Regions from separate parts of the Mus musculus genome. Here region 2 is linked to region 1. Evidence: chromatin contacts called from public Hi-C data. All regions are on one chromosome and are shown on one strand. The core of a region is the stretch at or near the end of the contact, and the rest is flanking DNA. Distances in the headings are between cores, read along the strand shown.

What was found. A called contact is a pair of places that touch in the nucleus more often than the background predicts.
Region 2: a Hi-C map of liver shows a contact between it and region 1, with 1.8 times the contacts expected there. The contact joins two enhancer-like sites. A contact is called at or near these places in 4 of 39 promoter capture datasets (the C10 cell line, embryonic stem cells, hippocampal neurons and 1 more), 8 of 484 Hi-C or Micro-C datasets (Sertoli cells, cerebellum, cortical neurons and 3 more), 1 of 115 datasets of contacts at active chromatin or transcription factors (embryonic stem cells) and 3 of 9 other capture datasets (adipose tissue, embryonic stem cells and pancreatic islet).

What each region holds. Positions count from the first base shown.
Region 1 is chr15:8,234,348-8,241,398 of GRCm38.p6, reverse strand. The region is part of intron 38 of Cplane1 (ciliogenesis and planar polarity effector 1); the gene reads right to left. Among named protein-coding and RNA genes, the nearest start is that of Gm41265, 15 kb to the right of the region's middle. Within about 2 kb of position 2,693, at least 2 of the 459 cell types and tissues checked have an H3K27ac peak or open chromatin away from gene starts, as enhancers often do. A contact at or near this core is called in liver, where this site is marked.
Region 2 is chr15:8,288,785-8,295,735 of GRCm38.p6, reverse strand. Nipbl (NIPBL cohesin loading factor) reads left to right here. Exons shown (of 47, transcript NM_027707.3): 44 at 1-225; 45 at 2,478-2,652; 46 at 3,411-3,599; 47 at 4,146-5,912. The coding sequence ends at 4,511. Among named protein-coding and RNA genes, the nearest start is that of Gm52208, 12 kb to the right of the region's middle. Within about 2 kb of position 3,080, at least 7 of the 459 cell types and tissues checked have an H3K27ac peak or open chromatin away from gene starts, as enhancers often do. A contact at or near this core is called in liver, where this site is marked.

The DNA of each region.
Region 1 (7,051 bases), core at 1,444-3,943:
TCTAAGGTAACTGGAGAAACCAACCCTGGGACATGACAGTTACGCTTTCAGGGAAAAGCAAGGGCTACAGGAGTACCCAGGGCCAGGGGCTCAGAGATATCACAGAACTCTTTCACTGTGCCCCTTACCTGGCCATGCGAATGCAGGAGCTCATATGTGTCATATGTGTCATATGTGTCATAGCTTGCTAAATTAGACCAGTGAGTACTTAAGCATTTCATAAGGACACAGAGTCAGAGGAGATGCCATGAGTACTTGAAAGGTTCTATCCCCTCCTCCTCATGGTCATTTGCTCTAAGACTGACCACAATCTAGCCTTCTTCTCATGCCTGCTTCCCCAGCTGGAACCCAGGGCCTCTCACTCCAGAGCTATAATCCCAGTGAAAGAGGCTCATGGCCCAGGGGTCTAATTCACAACATTATTTGTACCTACTTGAAATCTGTAACACGTTAGTTTTCAACAACAAAAAAAACCTCTATGTTTCATTTAAATTTCAAGCTCAAGTTATTATAAATGCCATTTCCTTTTCGTTAATTAATTTATTCACTCTACATCCCAGTAACAGCCTCTCTCCCTCCTCTCTCCTCCTATCCTCCCTCCCCTATTTCGAATCTTCCCTAGGAGAATAACTCAAGGTAAATATCTAATATCACATAATTTTAAATTCCTTTTAAATCACTGTCTTAATGAGAAAGTATAAATACCTTAGCAAACTTTTTAAAGATGTAGTTTTTAAAAAATTATGTGTATGTTACTAGCTGGTACAAGACCCCCGACACATATAGAGCAGAAGACTGCCTGGTCTGACCTCAGTCAGAGAAGATGCACCTAACCCTCCAGAGACCTGAGGCTCCAAGGGAGTGGGGAGGTCTGGTGGGGTGGGGGTGGGCATGGGGACATCCTCTTGGAGATGAGGGGGAGGGATGGGATGAGGAATTGTCAGAGGGTGGACCAGGAGGGGGGGTGATGACTGGATTGTAAAACTTTCATAAAGTATACTAAGAATTTCACAAATTTCTATTCAGTGAACTGAACTCTTTTTTGCAATGATAGGCCATTAAATATAGCATTCACACAAAATGGACATTTTTAATCACCTAAAATATTGAAAATATTTTAATTTGCAGTGGGTTTTTTTTTGTGACTGGATATATTAATGTTCCTCTGAGTAGTATTGGCAATTGGTTCAGAAGAGAAACTCAATGAAATAAGAATAGTATTTATTCATGGTGATCAATTAAATTATTTGCCTAATTTAAGGAAACTAAATACTATGCATAACTAAATTTATTTGCAATTCTCAGTTTGATTTGAGGTAACAGAAGAGAGTCTAAGTCTACCTGTGGAATATGTTGTTTTATTTTCAGTGTTTAGGGTTACATTTAAACATAGTTGGTTTGGGAAAACGACATATAATTTTAAGTTAACCTGCATGCTGTAAATGTGTTTAAATAAAGGAAAATCTTTTTTGAAATGTAAATAATAAATAAATAAATAAATAAATAAATAAAAGTAGCCAGGCAGTGGTGGCGCACGCCTTTCATCTCAGCACTTGGGAGGCAGAAGAGGGTGGATTTCTGATTTCGAGGCCAGCCTGGTCTACAAAGTGAGTTTCAGGAGAGCCAAGGCTACACAGAGAAACCCTATCTCGAAAACAAACAAGCAAAAAAAAAAAAGTAATAAAAAAATTGGATGGATATGTTTCATCATGAATAAATGAGATAATCAATATAAAAAACAATCTGTGGGCCCACTGTCCTCTACCCCTGCATGGTGTACAACTGTGGGTCCCAGAGCGCTCTTGGAATAAAAGCCCTCTTGCAGTTTGCATCAAGACTGTTTCTCATGAGTGATTTGAGGTGTCACCTCTCCTGAGTCAGAACGTGGGGGAGTCCTCACATTGTGGGTCTTTCATTTGGTGCATTGGCTGGGAAACACGGCCACACCTCACACCCGAGAACCCACTTGGAGGTATGGGGATCCCCTCTGGAATGTGTGCGTGTTGGCTGGTGTCTCTGTTTTCTGAAAGGAATGTGCGCTTGTTGTGTTGGGTTGTTTGTCTGTGTCTCATCCTTTGTTTCTGAAGCATGGCGCAGCCTGAGTTTGGATCTGCCTGAGTTTTAGATTCTGATCCGCCTGAGTTTATTCTGATCAGCCTGAGTTTGGATCTGCCTGAGTTTGGTTTCTCTGGTTTTGGTTGTCCCAGTGGAAGTGGACGACATTGTTTGTAGACGATGGGGTTTTCTGAAACGAGTACTTTGTATTTGCAGCTGTCCTCTCAGGCCGTAAGGACTGGAGGACTATGGTTGGCAGACATGCTAGGAGGACCACAGGCTGCCACCCTGGGGGATGCCCTGGGAAGTGGGAAGAGCCAGGAACGCATGGTAGTCTCTGGAGATTGGTCAGATGGACTGAGTTCTGTTGTTGAAGTGGTAGCGTCCCCCTCTGAAGTCGTCTAATTCTTTTGCCTGCTTGTGGAGGACACGAAAGGGTCATGTGTGTCTGGATCTGTTGGTTTCTGTTTTGTGTGTTTTTGTGTATGTGTTTAGAGCTATGTGAAAATCTAGAGAAGCGAAGGTAATTTGTACTTTGTACCCTGACTAGAGATAGTTTACACATGAGAGAAGGGGTTTGAGAAAAGCAGTATTCTCCGACTATTTGGTGAGAGAGAAAAAGAAAAAGTAAATAGTATCAATTGATCTTTGGAGCCCTACACCTGTAGTGAGAAGTCTAGTGTGGCTGGAGAAGCCCTGCTAGGAGCTGATTGTAAACACTGCTCTTAAAGGGACCAGCAGCTTCTCAAGTTCTATGGTAAGGGAACTGATGGCTGTTTTTCCTACAAAATCTCTGTGCTTGTGATTATTGGATTCATCAGGTAACAAGGAGCTCCTCTCTTGAAATTACAGCTAGAAAAAATTAAGAATTTTGTTTGGTTTAAATAAGCAAATGTCTGCAGCCATTTCATTTTTGTTTCTGAATGGTTTTAAAGGTATAAGTATGTTTTATATGTCTTGGTTATAGATTATTGGCTCATAAGGTATTGGTTATGAATAAAAATTTGTAACATTGGTAACAGAAAGTTGGCTTAAAACTGGTAACTCTGGGTTGGAGTAATTTAAAACTACAACATGCAGCATGAGACAACCCGTGGAAACAGATCTCTAAAGATACGCCTGAATTGGGTAGTATTCTATGTAATTCTTACCTAGAAACCAGACTTATAAAAGATAGGATTTAGGGCAGTGTCTCTTTGAGGTATTGGGGGCTGCACCTTCTTGCATTTGTGTGCAGGAACAAGCAGCCAAACTTTGTAGCAAGTAATGTTTTTGGTGTTGATTTTTAAAGAAAATGGATTGTTTACAGTGTTAAAATTGGGTTTTGCTTCCCAAAATTGTGGTTGTGCTCTGGTGTTACAAGAGAAATCAAAAGTGAAGGCTTCTCCTGAATCAGAGCCACCAGCTAACCCAAGGGCTTCTCCAAAATCTATCCCGAGACTGAGAAGCCTCCTGAGTGGCCTAGTCCACTACCTCCCTCTTATCCACAGCCTCAACTGCCACCCCACTTGGGGCGGCGAGAAGCAGACCCGCTGCAGGTACACTGAGCTGCAGAGCTCAGAGTCCGGATGGACTCCAGTGGACCCGTCCAACCTTCAACCCCTTCAGTATTGGCCATTTTCCTCTGCTGATCTTTATAACTGGAAAACTAACCACCCCCTGCTCCTTTCTCAGAGGATCCCCAACGCCTCACAGGGTTGGTGGAGTCCCTTATGTTCTCTCATCAGCCTACTTGGGATGATTGTCAGCAGTTGCTGCAGATAAAGAGCGAGAGAGAATTCTATTAGAGGCTAGAAAAAATATCCCGGGAGCCGACAGGCAGCCTACACAGCTACAAAATGAGATGGACATGGGATTCCCTTTGACTCGCCCCAGTTGGGACTACAACATGGCTAAAGGTAGGGAGAGCTTGAAATCCTATCGCCAGGCTCTGGTCTCCTAGGCACCTCAAAATGGCCCACTAATTTCGCTAAGGTAAGAGAAGGTGTATTACAAGAGGTAGACAGTTACGTGATCTAGTGAAAGAGGCAGAGAAGGTGTATTATGTGAGGGGGGAGGTGGGAGGCAGAAGAAAGAGAGAGGTGGGAGGCAGAAGAAAAGAAAGAGAACAGGAGGGATCGTAGACAAGAGAGAAATTTGACTAGAATTTTCGCCGAAGTGGTAGGAGATAAAGAAAAAAGACAGGACCTAGACAGATAGGGAACCTGGGCAACAGAAGACCAATGTGCTTAACAGAATTAGGTGAGTTGGGGTACCGAGCCTCAGCTAAAAAGGCTCAGCTGTGTCAGACTGAAGTTACTTATTTGGGATACACCCTTCGAGACCGGAAGCAGTGGCTAAAGGAAGCCAGAAAAAAAAGACTGTAACTCAGATCCCCACCCCAACTACACCAAGGCAAGTAAGAGAATTCTTGGGTACCGCTGGCTTCTGCAGGCTTTGGATACTTGGGTCTGCAACCTTAGCTGCCCCGTTGTACCCCCTAACCAACGAAGGGGAGGTATTTGTGTGGACCCCAGATCACCAGAAAGCCTTTGATGAAATTAGACCCTGTTGCCAGCAGGTGGTTTTCTTGCCTGAAAGCTATTGCTGCCATAGCTCTACTTGTCAAAGATGCGGATAAGCTCACTCTGGGACAGCAAATAACAGTAGTGGCACCCCACGCTCCTGAAAGCATTATCTGATAGCCCCCTGACCGATGGATGACCAACGCTCGAATGACACATTATCTGAGCTTTGTTGACTGAATGAGTGACCTTCACTCCCCCTGCTCTTCTCAATCCCGCTACCCTACTGCCCGAGACTGATGACCCTTCACCTACTCATCACTGCGCTGACATTCTTGCAGAAGAAAATGGAACTCAAAATGATCTGAAGGATCAGCCTTGGCCTGGGAGTCCGAGCTAGTACACGGATGGCAGTAACTTAGTGGTTGAAGGTAAGCAGAAGGCAGGGGCAGCAGTGGTGGACAGAAAGCAAGTGATCTGGGCCAGCAGCCTCCCTGAAGGGATGTTGGCCCAGAAAGCCGAACTTGTGGCTTTGATACAAGCTCTACGAATGGCAAAGGGGAAGTCTATCAACATCTACACTGACAGCAGGTATGCTTTTGCCACTGCACGGAGCAATATAGAGACAAAGAAGGCTGTTGACATCTTCAGGGAAAGACATAAAAAATAAAGAGAAAATTTTGATCCTCCTCGAGGCCATACACTTGCCAAAAAGGTGGCCATTATACATTGTCCAGGACACCAGAAAACTCGAGATGCTGTGGCTAAAGGGAATCAGATGGCTGACCTAACTGCCAAACAGGCGGCCCAAGGAGCAATGATCCTGGCAGTCAAGGAGCCTAAAGATTATTATGATGTCAGAGAGACCAGCTTTAGATACACCCTCGAGGACTATCAAGTTATGGACAAATTAGGACTGTTAAAGGAAACCTCGTATGGGATAGTAAAAACAGAAGAAGGAAAAAGTAGTTCTCCCACGGGAAGAAGGACACAAGTATGTTACCAACTTAAATTACTTGACCCACTTGGGGGCCAAGAAATTAAAAGGTGTGGTCAGGTCCTATGTTATAGGACTCTCTGACTTGGCAGAAGAAATAGTCAAAAGCTGCAAGGCCTGTGCTATGACTAATACAAGACACTACATGTATACTCCTGAGAAGAGGCTTGGGGTGACCTGCCTGGGGCCTACTAAAAGGTAGATTTTACAGAATCTAAGCTAGCTAGATATGGCAACAAGTACTTATTAGTGTTTATAGACACCTTTTCAGGCTGGGTAGAAGCTTTTCCCACCAGGACTGAGACAGCCAATGTGATGGCCAAGAAGATCCCAGAAGAAATCTCCTGAGGTTTGGGATACCCAAGGTAATCGGGTCTGATAATGGATCTGCCTTTGTTGCCCAGGTAAGTCAGGGGCTAGCCAAGATATTGGGGATTAATTGAACAGGCCCCAAAGCTCAGAACAGGTAGAGAGGATGAATAGGATCATTAAAGAGACCCTTACCAAATTCACAGCAGAGACTGGCGCTAATGATTGGATAGCTCTCCTACCCTTTGTGCTCTTCAGGGTTAGAAACACCCCTGGTCAAGTTTGGGCTGACCCCCTATAAGTTACTCTACGGGGGGCCCCCTCCACTGGCAAAAATAGCCTCTGTACATAGTGCTAACAATGCTGCTTTCCCAGCCTTTGTTCTCTAGGCTAAAGGCGCTTGAGTGGGTGAGACAGTGAGTGTGGAAGCAGCTCCAGAAGGCCTACTCAAAAGAAGAAGACCTGCGGGCTGGTGAGATGGCTCAGTGGGTTAGAGCACCCGACTGCTCTTCCGAAGGTCCAGAGTTCAAATCCCAGCAACCACATGGTGGCTCACAACCATCCGTAACGAGATCTGACTCCCTCTTCTGGTGTGTCTGAAGACAGCTACAATGTACTTACATATAATAAATAAATAAATCTTTAAAAAAAAAAAAAAAAAAAAAAAAAAGAAGAAGACCTGCAAGCCTCACATTGCTTCCAAGTTAGAGATTCAGTCTACATTAGATGCCACCGTGCAGAAAACCTTGGAAAGGCCCTTATCTTGCACTCTTCACCACCCTACTTTCTACCCTTATGGGACCCCTTTTGATTTTGCTTCTGCTTTTAATTATAGGTCCATGTGTGTTAGAGAACAAGACTTAGTACAGTGCAGCTTTTAGTTTTCAGACAACAGTACCATGCCCTAAAGGATCAAGTGTGCCAGGGAGAAGATAGTGTCTAGTTCCAAGATTAGAACTACTAACAAGTAGAAGTGGGGAATGAAAAAGTGAGACATAAAAACAATTCTAGGCCTTTAGGCCCAGGCTTGAGAATGTGACTTTTGTGACTCAATGCTCCAAGGCATGCTAATCATAAAACAGATAGCTACATTCCTCCACCCACCTACTTCCTGTGTTCAGGGAGTTTTCATTCAAAGAAAGTCACCCTGACCCACCCTGACCTTTGCTGGAACCCGCTATGCAAA
Region 2 (6,951 bases), core at 1,831-4,330, 54 kb before region 1:
GAACGAGTCCAGTGAGAGTGAAGAAGAAGTGTCCAGACCTCGGAAGTCTCGAAAGCGGGTAGATTCGGAGTCAGACTCAGACTCTGAAGATGATATAAATTCAGTGATGAAGTGTTTGCCGGAAAATTCAGCCCCTTTGATTGAATTCGCAAATGTTTCCCAGGGTATTTTATTACTTCTTATGTTAAAGCAGCACCTGAAGAATCTCTGTGGATTTTCTGATAGGTAAGTTTACATAAGAGTGAGAGAAAAGCATGCCCTGGTAGAGGATCCACAGGCGCCATAGAACAATATTAGAAGAAAGGAAAGGATACTTCTTCACTCCATGCATTCCAGATTTAAATGAACTACTAATTTATTGATTTACATAAAAAATGCTTTATTAGAGAGTTAGTCTAATTTTAAAATATATCCCAGTTTTAACAAGAAATGCCGTGCAGTAAGAGTATAGACATAGCCTGACTATAGAGGAAGTAAAGATAGAGAACTATCAGAAGCCACTGGAGACATTCTGAGCATCTCAGTCATTGGGAGCTTAGATTCTTTTCTTTTTCTTTTTTTAAATCACCAAGTGGGGCTGAGAAGGTGGGGTTAAGAGCACCTATTCCTCCTACAGAAGATTCCGCTTCAGTTCCAAGCAGCCATAGGAGATCTGTCAGCTTTCTCTGGCCTGTGCAAGCACCACACACACATAACATACAAACTTTTTAAATCTTTTGTAAAAATATCACCTAGTCAAGCTGGGCGTGGTGGCGCACGCCTTTAATCCCAGCACTTGGGAGGCAGAGGCAGGCGGATTTCTGAGTTCGAGGCCAGCCTGGGCTACAGAGTGAGTTCCAGGACAGCCAGGGCTATACAGAGAAACCCTGTCTCGGGGAAAGAAAAAAAGAAGAAAAAAAAAAAAGTCACCAAGTCAAATAATATCAGTAGCCAAGTGTAAAGAGTATGTGTCGTAATTAAGGTCACTATTGCTGGATGGAATACCGTGACCAGAGCAACTTGGGCAAGGAAAAAGTGTATTTGGCTTGTACGTCCACATTGAAGAAGTCAGAAGGGTGCTGCTTACTGGCTTGCTGATCGTGACTTGCTCGGGCTGCTTTCTTAGAGAACCCAGGACCCCCAGCGCAGGGGTGGTTCCGCTTGCAGTGCTGGGTCTCCCACGTCAGTCACTCAGAAGATGCCTAACAGCCTTGCCTACAAGCCAGACTCATGTCGGCGTTTTCTCAGTTAGGCTCCTTCTTCTTTCCAGTGACTCTAGCTTACCAAGCTGACACAAAACCAGTCAGTACAGTTTATTTCATGTAAAGGGCCATTTAATGCTATAACTGTTGAGCATAGCATCCTGATGTAGCATGTGGTTACCCTGGGTTCTGTCCCTAACACCAGAAAGGGGAAGAGAGAGAAGCATAGTTAACAGCTTTTATCACTGAGAGCTTATGTGGTAGTGAGAGCTCCTCCCACTGTTTTCAACAAGTGCTAAAACTCCAGCCACCGTTTTAATGTAGCGCTGAAGATGGGGCCAGAGCCTTGTGTTTGCTATGCGTGCACTGTGCTGGGTTCTTACGCTCTGCTGCAAGCCTTACAAGTGCAGGGTTTTAAGAGAAATATTTGGATGTGAAATGTTGGTAACTGATTTAGAGTAATTTAAAACAGTGTAAAGTATTATTGTATCGGTAAGGAGTTGGAAAAAATTTTAAGAGTCACTAAAAATCTGAAACAGGTTTACAAGCAGTTTTTCTGGCCATTATATAGACAATGAAAAATCCAAAGAGTCAAAATGAGGGGTTGATAAGTTAGCTCAGTAGATAAAGTGGATCTTACCTCTGAACCTGACACTGTGAGACTCATCCCCAGACCCAACATGATGGAAGGGAGAACTGACAGCCACATGTGCACATACATAAACAAAATTGTAGTAAATAAATGAACGTGAAACCAAGGAAGTAAGACCAGTAAGGTGACGAGGTGCATAAAGGTGCTTGCAACCAAGCCATGGTCAATCTCCAGGCCTCCACAGTGAGAGGAGAGAGCTAATTCCTGTGAACTGTCATCTGGCCTCCATGCACGTGCAGAGGTGACACACACACCTGCAGACACGCCCCAATAAATGTTCAGAGTTCTTCCCACAGAAAAGAACCAAAAGTTAGCCGGCACACCAGTTAATTGGACTCAGTTGTAAGAAAGATCGTTGTAGTCTATAAAAAGACGGAAGACACTGATTTCAAGACGACAGCATTTACTGTAACCTGGACTCTCAGTCTGTCCCTCCTCAGAGCCAGGTGCCTTGTTCTCGTCCCCATCAGTACAGACATCGCTGAGAGCAAAGGGGCACTCAGTTGATGTTGACTTCTTTCTTCTCACTGGGTGAGATCTGTAGGATTTAAAACTTGAGTCATTATTAAGAAAGAAAGAGTTAGAATCGGTTTAAGTATGTGCATGAACTTTTTTGAAATTCTGATTTTATATTTCCAAAACAGTAAAATTCAAAAATATTCTCCATCTGAATCTGCAAAAGTGTATGATAAAGCCATTAATCGGAAAACAGGGGTTCATTTTCATCCCAAACAAACACTGGACTTCCTGCGAAGTGACATGGCTAATTCCAAACTGACGGAGGATGTGAAGAGGAGCATCGTAAGGCAGTACTTAGACGTGAGTACCGAACTCAGGAGCATCCCGGGCTGGCTGTTGGGCTAACTTTCCCACTGTTCCCACCACGGTGCACAGCCAAAGACGGAGGATTGCTTAACAGAGTGAATGGCTTATGTCCTTAAAAGTTAAAGCCATGGGTCCCTTACCCTCCTGGCCATTTTCCTCTCCTTTCTGGCAACTAATTGGTTTTCCTTGTATTCACCCGCCCCCAATCCCACCGCCTCTCTCAGTAGTATCCCTCTGTCTAGCCCTGGCTGTCCTTGAACTCACAGAGATTCCACTGCACACTGGGTGCTTGGGTGAAATGTGTGCACCTAGCTTTTCTTGCATATATGCTTGGATGGTGGATGGGTGGGTGTGGTAGTACATGCCTTTAACTCCAGTACTGAGTCCAAGGCCTGTCAATTAATAGTCAATATTTATTTCCTGAATGTTTGTTGACTTGGACACACCTCCAAGCAAACTATGGGTCTTGATCCAAATCGAGCCTCTGTTGTAAAGTTGTAATGACATGGCCATGATCAGTCTATATGCTTTCCTACAGCAGTGGGGAGCTGTAATTGCAGCAGGAACCATATGCCCACCAGCCCCAAACGCAGTGCCTGTCATTCTGCCTCTGTACAGAAAAGACTTGTCAGTCCCTGATTTGCACAGTTAGCCATGGTCTCTTTCACCCACTCTAAACCACCACCATAGAAAACATCTAAATCTGGCAGTGTTGTTTAAATATTTACAGAAAACTCTCAATCTTGTTTTAGTTTAAACTTCTCATGGAACATCTAGACCCTGATGAAGAAGAAGAGGAAGGAGAGGTGTCAGCTAGCACCAATGCTCGGAACAAAGCAATTACCTCGCTGCTTGGAGGAGGCAGCCCTAAAAATAACACAGCAGCAGACACAGAAGATGAGGAGAGTGATGGGGAGGATAGAGGAGGAGGCACTTCAGGGGTGAGGCGGAGGAGGAGTCAACGTATTTCCCAGCGTATTACGTAAAATGATTTTTATGTGCTTATGTGTGTCAGTCTATTAAATGTACTCCAAGTAATGTAATGCTTATAAAACAAAGCAGTTTGTAGATAGATTCTCTACTTAACCATTTATACAGCCTTTTGTAGAAAGTTTAACATAAAAGATAATAAAAAACCAGAAATGAGATTTATTCAGCATAAAGGATTAATAATTTTTTGGATTGTATTAATGTGTGCTATCCTTTTTATTGTTGCTAAGTTTTATGTAGCTTTATGGTTTATATGTACATATAATAATTTTATATATCAAGAGTAAAGACACGGGTACAAATTAAAAGCTATATGGTTTTACAAGTATACGTTAACCCCTTGGCGCTGGCGGTCACGGTGCGTCTCATTGCCGGCAATGGAATGTGCCGGGGAATCCCAGCTCCCGGCGTCAAGGGATTACAAGCAATAAAAACGATAATTTCACTAAAATTCTTTTGTGTAACACTTGGTCTTTTTTCCCCTCCCAATGTTTTAGTCATTGAGAAGGTCAAAACGAAATTCAGACTCTACGGAGTTGGCAGCACAGATGAATGAAAGTGTTGACGTCATGGATGTCATCGCTATTTGCTGTCCAAAGTACAAAGACCGACCACAGATTGCAAGAGTAGTACAGAGAACCAGCAGTGGCGTCAGTGTCCAGTGGATGGCAGGCTCCTACAGCGGCTCCTGGACGGAGGCCAAGCGCCGCGATGGCCGCAAACTGGTGCCTTGGGTAGACACTATTAAAGAGTCAGACATTATTTACAAAAAAATTGCTCTAACGAGTGCTAATAAGCTGACTAATAAAGTTGTTCAGACTTTACGATCCCTGTATGCCGCCAAGGATGGGACTTCCAGCTAATGAATTTGTACATGCAGCCAAATTTACAGGAATTTTTTTAAAAAGGCAAAAAAAAAAACTTGAATTATCAACATTCTGGCAAAAAAAAATCAGTTTTTTGAAGAGTGGAACCTGGGATGCAGGAACAAAGGAAGGAATGTTGGGCAGACATTTTTGTGGGAGCTCCCTTCGCTGTTGTGCAGCAGAAACGTCTCTCGGTTCGTTTTTACTCCCACTGTATTATAGTTTAACAAAATTGTTTATATCTTGGAAAAAAAAACTTTCTGTTTAAAAAATAAACAAGTGAATGTTGGAAATTAGTCTGTTAATGTTCTTAATAAAGTGTTCTTGGAGTTGAACCTAGCAGCGGATGGCTTTCTTTAGCTTAGCCCAGTTTCCAGGGAAGCGTTGTTTCTCCAGGCTGTAAAATGGCAGACTCTCCTGGATATATAATTTATTCTGTTGAGAAAAAAAAAAGCATGCAGTATCTATGACCTATCTGCAGAAGGAGTTTTTGTAAATGTAGATTTTGTTGTATTAGGTCACCCTGAAAACAGTACAAGAAAAGGGGTCCCCAGGCACTCTGGTGGAGCGAATACTGCAATAAATTTTTTTACTTCTCTTTGTTACTTGTCTGTTTCCATTTGAATTTCTTATTGTAAAGATCTGTTTAAATCCATTTATATTATTTTGCAGTCTTTTATGTAAAATTTATTATATCATTGGTTTTCAAAGCAAAACATAAAATATTGTTTATACAGTTTGTACAGGCTGACTTCTGAATAATTGGTATCTATTATTTTCATTCCCATAAGAGGGTGTAAACAACTCCAGGGTTTTATTGTATCCTGCAATATTTAGTATTAACTATATATGATTTAGCACTGTGCCAAACACATTTTCAAGAGTACATTTTGATATAAAAAGAAACTATAGTTTATTCCTTGTATGCTTCCATTTCTTTCTAGTGATGTCATGATGGTAATACTTATTTTTTAAACCATGGGGAAAGATAACAATTCTGCTATTTTGGAAAAACAGCATTTCTCTTAAAGTGACGCCATGTTATTTTAAAACTAGAGTTGAAATAAGTGTGACACTTTCTAGTTAAACACACTACATTTTGACACACTATTTTTAATGCCGAGAGTGCTTTTACTAGTTGGGATGTTCATTTTGTAGCCTACAAGTTTTATATGCATTTTCAGAGCAATTGTCATATAGATTAGCTACAAATACCTCAGCTAAATTGGGAGGCTATTATATGTACTGATTTTTAAATCACTTTGGAAAAAAAAATGACCTCTAAAATGTTAAATTTTATGAAATCAGCAAGTAAATGGCCATCCTCAGTGTGTGAGGACCAGTGGCGCCCAGCGGCGACCTCCTCTTTGTGAACGCCTATTAAACACGATGAAAACACCTCCGAGCTCTACTTCCTATGTGGGATCTTTCAGAACGTCTCCTTGAAGGCCGTGGTGGCTCTCTTCCCCTGACTGCGTGGGCTTTCCTCTTTACTGTGCATTCATTCTCTACGAGGAAAATAGGGTGGATTTACTCTGGAGTTTGGTTAGGTCAAAAATAAGCTTGAGATCGCTTATAATGTAGCAATCTATCCATAAGGGTAAAACATCATCTAGTTAACAAAGTCCAGCCTAGAGAGTATTAAATATGAGGCAAGTGTAAAAGCCAACTCTTCCTGCTATGTGTCTGCTGGTGCTGTCACTCACTTCTTGAAAGATGCTACAATGTTTCCTTCGCAATCTGTAGATGAGGATGTTTAGGCACAGAGCATCAGTGTGGAGGTTCAGTATTGAAATCTGGAATGGGCACACCTGTGCCGCGTGTGCTACTGCTTTGCTTGGGTGGCAAGCATTAAGTTGAATATCCTTCCCCAAAAGTATTTTGTCTCCCTGGGTATACATACAAGGTGGTCCACACCTTTAATCCTAGCACTTGGGAGGCAGAGGCAGGTGGATTTCTGAGTTGGAGGCCAGTCTGGTCTACAGAGTGAGTTCCAGGTCAGCCAGGGCTATACAGAGAAACCCTGTCTCAAAAAAAAAAAAAAAGACACAGTATCACTATGTAGCCTGTGTGGGCCGGGACCTATCTGCAGCCCAGGGTGACCTAAATTTATTCCCCCACCTCATCCTCCCATGTGCCATAACTATAGGCATCCACCACACACCTGGCTGGGGATCCTTTTAAAGTCAGCATTAGAGCAAACATCCTGAATAAATCTGCTGCCTTGGTCAGAGGCAGATTACTTACTGTTGACTATTTATTGCAATTTCAGGAATTTTTTTTTCATAGTTTCAAAGCTGTTAGTAATGCTATCACAAATCTGAGAGAATGATGATTCTACATATGTGACCAGAGCGTTCAAAAAGTTGGCAGTCTCTCAGAGGTGACCATTAAGTGTTAACAGCACTGAAGGTCGCAGCTGTGGCTGTCAAGCATA